Linked DNA regions of Mus musculus: region 2 is linked to region 1. Evidence: chromatin contacts called from public Hi-C data. All regions are on one chromosome and are shown on one strand. Each heading gives the region's core, a stretch centred on a gene start, on an enhancer-like site or on the middle of the called end of the contact. The rest is flanking DNA. Distances are from core to core; before and after follow the strand shown.

Region 1 (4,082 bases), core at 989-3,488:
ATTGTGATCATTTTATACACGTCATATCACTTTTTCTTTCAGTCCTTTCAATTTTTTCTTTATTTGGCTTTTAGTCTTTTGAACTTGACACACCAGAGTACTAATTTCCTTGTGTTTGTCTTACCTGGCATTTGTTGAGTTTTTGGTACTAGTATTTTTCATTAAATGAGTCATTTCAGGCATTACTTCTTATTTTGCTCTGTGCTAACCTTAATAAATCTCATTAGTGTGTTTGTAGGTGTCTCGAATTAATTCCTATAAAGCTCTACTTATTGTTCTTCATCATTTTTCCTTACTGTTCTTCGGCGTGATTACTAGTTATTGTTAGGCCTATTATTTCAAACACACTTTTTTCTTTATTTGACGTTCAATCTTTTGAATTTAACTCTAAGATTTGAGCCTAATTTTAGCAAGGTTCTATTTTGGTTTTTATACCTTTCAACTGCAGAATTTCCATAAGGTTCTTCATCGTGATAGCTTTCACTTTATTAGCATTTGGTTTTGTGTGAGATGTTGTCATAACACCCTCCTTTGAAATTGCCTTTTCATTTATTGAACATACGGAAAATAGGGTTTTTAAATGTCTCGCTCATTAAGTGCAACAACAAGATCTCTCAAAAGAAAGCTTTTATTACTTTTATTGTGCATTTACCTTTATCTATTTATGTTAATGTCTCATAATTTTTGGTTGAAATTGACCATTTAAAATTATTCTTTTGTATGAAGTGTGGGTATTCATTTGTTCCTTCTCTTTGTTCATTACTGACTTGTTAGTTGATTTCTTTAGTAACATGTCTAAACTGTTTCAGGGAGATTTCTCTCCTTAGATGCATTATACCTCTCACATACCCTTCAGTATGTGTCAGTGCAACTATGCAGGGTCTCCTTGCCCAATAATAATAAGTATGGTTTGTCTGGGTCCTCTTCTATGGGGCATTTCCAAGAGCACTCACTCAGCCTGTTCCATACTGACTGTTACTGTGTACAGCTCAGTCAATTTGTGGATGGTATTTTGTATCAAAGTGCAAAGATACTTTTCTGACATCATAGTAAAACTTCATTGTTAACAACTTCCAGGTGATGTAAGCAAATACACAAAAATGTTACCAGTCAGTAACATCCATTTGTTAGAAAGGGCAAAATGTTGAACAGGTTTATGAGAAAATATCTGGAAAACTTGGTGTTCACTATTTATTACTGTGTCTCAACACAAACTGAGGAATAATCAATGTCCTTCCAACAGGTGAATCATCAAATAATCATTGGACTATCATAAATATTGGATATTGGGTAGATATTTAAAAGGAGTATGAAAAGAGAAATCCTCCATAAGAATAGAAAGGAAAAGTTTAAATGACTAGATCTGAGAAGAAAAGTAAAACTATAAAACGATGCTATTTATGATATAGAAAATTATCATGTTTCCTCTTTTCATTGCATACATGTGACATGTAGAAAACACTGGGAGTGGGGGTGATGTTAAAGTGCTCAGTTGCTACAGTGCTTGCTATGCAAATATTATTGTACAAGTTTGTTTTTCTAGAACTTATATGAAATTTTGCTGCAGTAATTCATGGCTGTGCTAGCAGCACTCCTATGGGGAGATGAAACATGAAGACAACAGAATGCTGCAAGCTAGTGGGCCATACACAGCTACTCTACAACACACAGTGGCAAACAGTGAAGAGACCCTGTCTCAAACAATGTAAAAGGTAAAGACTGACACCCGAGGCTATGTACGTGCACGTGCGCGCGCGCGCGCGCGCGCGCGCGTGCGTGCGTGCGTGCGTGTGTGTGTGTGTGTGTGTGTGTCTGTGTGTGTCTGTGTGTGTCTGTGTGTGTCTGTGTGTGTATGTACGGGCACATGTGCACATACACATACCCATTCACACACATGCAATAAAAATATTGGCCGGGTGGTGGCAGTGCACGCCTTTAATCCCACACTTGGGAGGCAGAGGCAGAGGCAGGTGGATTTCTGAGTTCAAGGCCAGCCTGGTCTACAGAGTGAGTTCCAGGACAGCCAGGGCTACACAGAGAAACCCTGTCTCAAAAAACCAAAATAATAAAAATAAAAATAAAAATAAATTGTATTGTGGGCTGGAGAGATAGCTCAGCTATTAAGAACCCTTGTTGTTCTTACAGAAGGGTAGAATTCAGTTTTCAACATTTATGTCAGGTAGCTCACAAATTCCTGTAACTGTATCTCTAGGGAATCTGTGCTACTGACCAGGCTCAGTCGGGCCCCCCCTCAATTCCGTGGGAATCGGGGTCTAGGACAGATGGGCATAGAGTCGGCGAAAATGGGGTGACAAACAGACAGGACACAAGGGAGTGTGCTGAATCTGAATGTAATTTGTCAAATCGAGCATCAAATTTTTTATACAGAAGAAAATAGGGAAGTTAGGTGACACATCGGCAAGGTACAAATGAGGTTACCGGATGCTTAATGACTCTTTTTTTTTTCCTTAAAAAATTATTTATTTATTTATTTATTTATTAGGTATTTTCTTCATTTACATTTCCAATGCTATCCCAAAAGTCCCCCATATCCTCCCCCCCCCACTCCCCTACCCACCCACTCCCACTTCTTGGCCCTGGCATTCCCCCATACTGAGGCATATAAAGTTTGCAAGACCAATGGGACTCTCAAAACACAAAGACTGGCAGGAACTGGGAAATAAAACAACTGAGACAAAGTCAGCTCTTTCTAAGGTCAGCTATAGTCTTAGAAGCCAGGTGTGAGGTCTTTACATTCCTGGGCCAAGGGCTTTCACACCCTGGTTCTAATTAAGGAGTTCAGCTCTAGCTAACCTTGAATAACTCATGAATAATGCAATACTCTAAAACCACAGCCCAATCTACTTCCTAAACCATTGTAAATTCCTGTATATGGGAGTGACTTGGCTTTTATTCTAAGTGATAGTGTGGGGGGACTTTCTACTACTAAGTAATGTAGTCTGCCATACATAACTATAATAAGAATTCTAAACTTACGTTGCTAAGCTTGCCCTGAGATTTGTAACTCTATGTAGTGGATAGTAATACCTGATTTCTTTCACTATCTCTCTTACAGTACTAGAGGCAATTCTGAATGTCACTGAATAGGCTACATTCTTACTGAATTCCAAGCCCAGGGTCGGCTCAAGGACTACCTAGGGCATTGGTGAAAGCCAGGAAGCAAAGTTTGATTTTGCTTAGGTATTTGGCAAGTCATTGTTTGGAGGCACCTATAGCAAAACAATACTGAAAGGAAGCACACAGATGGTATGGGATGCCACAGTTCCAGGAGACTAAGTTTCTGTGAAACTCTTCACCTTGGGACTGCTTCCAGGTTTCTAAACCTGTCAAGCAAGTCACTACTGGAGTGAATGTAGCAAATCTGATACCCTCTTCTGGCCTCCACAGGCACCCACATTTTTGTGCATACACACACACATTAATGAAAACAAAATAAAAAAATTAAAATAAATTGTGAAGCATAATTTCTTAGAAAAAAAACGACTATACCATCAAGCAGGATAGCATATATTGTCATATAGTCACCTTTTAGGAAGAATATCTGAAATACATACAGCAAATTACTACTATAAAAAACAGGTGTTATTAACTCTAAACATCATAGAGTACATTAAGATTTACCCATACTTTCCATAATGCAGCTTTGTGCCTTTTGAGATCCATGTCCTAGTCCCTATATGGGCTCCTGTAATCAATATTCCATATTACTTTATATATTCCTTCACACATTCCAGAAGCAAGTGATATCGATGCAACCTTTTCTCTTGGTGTCTGGCTTTTTAAACTTTTAATGACCTCTAGTTCATCTGTGCTTCTGAAAATGGTATGAACTCCTTCTTAAGCCTGTGTAACATTTCAGGACAGCTAAATGAGTTTGTTGGTAAGTACACCAATACAGAGCATAATTGCTTTTATCTATTCATGAGCTAGCACGCACTTAACATAGCCCATATTATGGCTCCTATTTAGATTGTTTTTCCAATACCATTTATTGAGGAGACAAGTCTCAGCATGATGACACAAAATACACACAGATCAATGGAAGAGAATCAAGAGTCTAG
Region 2 (4,082 bases), core at 781-3,280, 320 kb after region 1:
ATAAAAGGCTAGCCTCTAGGGTGAGTCTTCTGCAAAGAGTATCTTAGATGTGCCAGAACCCCAATAGCAGTGTCCTGCCTTTGCCCTGTGTTTTTGATGAAAAACAAGTAATGAGTTCTGCCTATGCTCAAGGGGAGAAGATTACATAAAAGCAAGATCAACAGGCAGAGATTAGGAGAGCTGCCCCCGAGAGCCTTAGAATCTACCTGCCACCATTGTTGATCTGTGTCATTATCTATGTTACTTCTTGCTTTTGCTATGCACCGCACCCTTCTAGTACTTCTAAATAATAGGCAATAGCAGCAGCTGCTGACCCTGCCCATCATCACATAAACCTCCCCTCAATAAACAAAAGGACACTGCTCTCTCCTAACGGAAGATCCAAGTCTCTATCAGTTACCAGAATCCATCCACGGCTGATGTTTGCTCCTCTTTAATCATTCTCGATCTGATCTTGACATCCTGCACTGTGTAAACTAAATGATACGTTAATTAATATCACCTGCTATAAAACAGAAAGAAGAGAGACTATTGTAGAAAATTGATATTATATATGAATATATAATACTTAAGAAGGATGGAGAAACTGTTTATCTCCTGCAGTCCTCATTTATACAACAGGTCAGGGCTATCATTGTGTTGGGGAGGGTTTGGTCTGATAATATCATAAACTTTTTATGGTATGTACATCTGTGGATATTAACATGTATATACTTGTATCACAACAAGAATACAGAATAGTTTCTTTGCCCTAAAAACAAAGTCCCTCATGTCACATTTATGTATTCTTTCACATACCTCACCAGCCACTGATCAGTTATGTACCTTATAAAACAGCAGGTGACTGATTTCCCAGCATCCTTACCCCTTATAGCCATGTAACTAAGGAATGGTTCATCAGACATGTGTTCCTAGAATTTCTGAATGATAGGCAAGGCATAGGAAAGGCAGGGAATGCAGTGCATTCTGGCAATAGTGGTCTCTGGTTCTGGAGTAGGGGTTAAAGGGATTTTGAATGCCCACAATTTATCCACCACCACCACCATTTTTAATTTGATTGTATTAGTATTTCAGTACTTTCCAGTTTGGTTTTTATCAGCTATATTCTGTTTGAGGGCTTGAAGTAGAAATCTGGGTGACACTGATACCCTATGCCATGGTATCTCTGAAGGCAAGGCAAATTATACCAGCAACTTCATTACTAGACATCCACTCAGGCATCAGGAAAAGCACATTGCCTTTCTTCTTAAGCCCACATTGTGCTACAGTTTCTATTTCTGTCATCAAAACTACATTTTTGCAACCATCCCATCCATCAATAGACACCCCAATTCCACCCATCTCCCTTTGCAGGTATCATCTTTTCGAGATTAGTTTTAAACTTGTCTTCATTTTTATTTTTTAATTATGTGTATGTGTGAGGTGAGCACATACATATGAATATAGGTAACCTTGGAGTCCAGAATGCATCAGAACTCCCGAGACTGGAGTCATGGGCCATTTGTGAGCCACTAGATATAAGCTGGGAGACCAATTCAATTCCGGTACAAGAGCAACAAAATGTTAATTGCTGAACCATCTCTCTGATTTCTGCTTTGAAGATATGTTTTTAAAGAGGTAGTTTTATTTTATGTGCATGAGTGTTTGCCTATGTATGTGCATCACATTCATTTTTTTTGTGCCCATTGAAGCCAGAGGGGGGCGGGGATCCCCTGGATCTGGAGTTAGAGATGGTTGTGAGCCACCATGTGGGTGCTGGGAACTGAATTTGGGTGCTCTGGAAGAGTAGCAAGTGCTCTTAACTACTGAGCCATGCCCCCCTCCTCATGCTTTTAAGATCTTGATCTTTCCAGTGATCTGCAGTTTCTTATGGTTCATCTGGCTATTAAATGTATTCATTTTATTTTGTGTATGGGTTTTTTTTTCATACGTGTATATTTATAACTGGTGCTCACAGAGGCCAGAGGGTGGCACCAGACCCTCCCTAGAATTGGAGTTACACATGGTTATGAGCTGTCATGTGGGTGCTAGAAACTGAACCTGGGTCTACTGGAAGTACCCAGCACTCTTTATCCACTAGCCATGGCACAGACCCTCTGGGTCCCTTTGTCTTCGTGGAACGGGTCTCTGGTCACAGGTGGGCAAAGAGTTGGCGAATGACAGACAGACCAACACGGGAGATTGTGTAAAATCTGAATGTAATTTGTCAAATTGAGCATCAAACTTTTTATACAGAAGAAAATAGGGAAGTTAGGTGACACATCGGCAAGATACAAATGAGGTTACCGGATGCTGGATGCTTAATGACTCTTACACAAAACAGAGGAATGTAAGCACAAAGACTGGCAGGAACTGGGCAATAAAACAACTGAGACAAAGTCAGCCCTATCTAAGGTCAGCTATAGTCTTAGAAGCCAGGTGTGAGGTCTTTATACTCCTAGGGCAAGGGCTTTCACACCCAAGTCATGGTTCTAACTAGGGAGTTCCGTTCTAGCTAACCATCTCATGAATAATGCAATACTCTAAAACCACAGCCCGATCTACTTCCTAAACCATTGTAAATTCCTGTATATGGGAGCGACTTGGCTTTTATTCTAAGTGATAGTGTAATACCAGAGGCAATTCTGAATGTCACTGAATAGGCAACATTGAATTCCAAGCCCATGGTCAGCTCAAGGACTTTCTAGGACGTTGGAACACTGGCGAAGGCTTAGCTATGTCAGAATTCAATCTTAAAAGGCACTTATAATAAAATAATACTAAAAGAGAGCACGTGGATCCATACACCAGACTAACGCAGGAATAGGGTATGAGTATATGGGTTAATGAGAACTCCAAAACTCCAGGAGGTGAGTTTCTGTGAAACTCTTTGCCTCGTGAGCACTTCCAGGCCTCTCAGCCTGTCAAGCAGACTTCATCGGATTATGCGTGGCATCCCCCCCCCTTTTTTTTTTCAGCCGAAGTTCTAGAATGTCCCGTCTTGTCGTAGCTACAGTTCTCAAGAGTGCTCTAAAGATGAGTGGAAATACAATGATTACTAATAAAACAATGCCAATAATAATAGCAAGTAGGATTATATATTGAACCCAATCCATGGGGTTTCAATGCACTTAGGTTATTTTTTAAATCTCTAGCCAATTCATCAATGTTCCAAGTGTCTAAATGACTTTTGCCAATATTTGAAATTTCGCCTTTCTAGCCTTAATGTATGTTATATCCTGTTCTATTACTAAGACTACTACTTCTAAGACATCTTTTGCCTCCATTTTTTTATAATATGTTGCTCTGATAAAGCTATGGAAATATTCCTATGTTTATCGTTAACAAAATGAGCAGTATGCAGCTGCTGATCTAAAGCTGTGGTAGATACCTTTTCAAAGTTTGCATTCCCAGATTTTTAAATCAAGGATCCTTTCCTAACTCTAATAGACAGCAAAACATAAGCAGGTCTTTTTAACAAAATCATAACAGCAGATTGCTTATATAAATTAGGATGTACACAATTAATTAATTGACAAGAATTACAATGAATATGAAAAGACTTGCCAAGATTGGTGATCTTAACTCTTAAAATTATCTAACAATATAGCATACAGGTAAGGTACACAAGCTTTTACAGCTATCGGGGAGTTGGCCTGAATGGCCAAAAACAGTGTCTCTGATGAAATCTTGTCCAATACTCTGTAGCAGTCCCTCTGCCTCACGAGTCAGCTGTTTTAAGTTGTCCCCAAGTTGACAGCAAGTTGGCTCTCCTTGCTGTAGCCCATAGCGGAGATAGGAAGAGTTTCTTTATTTTGCTTGTGTCTGCTCTCTCCAATTTCTCCTTCTCTGTGTGCTCAATACAGCTTTCTTGTCACCACTGTCAGGGCACTATCAGTTCCTACTCACAGGTCAGCCTGTCACATTGGAAGCTAGTGTGCTCTTGCAGCATTCTGTGGAAAAAACAGAAACATTGCCCCCTTTCCCCCATATTAGGTATCTGAACAGGATCTTGCCATGTGCCAATAAGTAGATCCCTTCATCTCATGAGTATGCCTGGTTTTAGGGTGCCATAGATACTCAGAGAGATTTTTGGCATCCAA

Evidence for each region. A called contact is a pair of places that touch in the nucleus more often than the background predicts.
Region 2: a Hi-C map of extraembryonic ectoderm shows a contact between it and region 1, with 2.3 times the contacts expected there. The contact joins two enhancer-like sites. A contact is called at or near these places in 4 of 484 Hi-C or Micro-C datasets (3T3-L1-derived adipocytes, embryonic stem cells and extraembryonic ectoderm).

The regions. Positions count from the first base shown.
Region 1 is chrX:139,439,348-139,443,429 of GRCm38.p6, forward strand. No RefSeq gene overlaps it. Among named protein-coding and RNA genes, the nearest start is that of Radx, 39 kb to the right of the region's middle. Within about 2 kb of position 2,239, at least 3 of the 459 cell types and tissues checked have an H3K27ac peak or open chromatin away from gene starts, as enhancers often do. A contact at or near this core is called in extraembryonic ectoderm, where this site is marked.
Region 2 is chrX:139,755,116-139,759,197 of GRCm38.p6, forward strand. No RefSeq gene overlaps it. Among named protein-coding and RNA genes, the nearest start is that of Ripply1, 25 kb to the right of the region's middle. Within about 2 kb of position 2,031, at least 2 of the 459 cell types and tissues checked have an H3K27ac peak or open chromatin away from gene starts, as enhancers often do. A contact at or near this core is called in extraembryonic ectoderm, where this site is marked.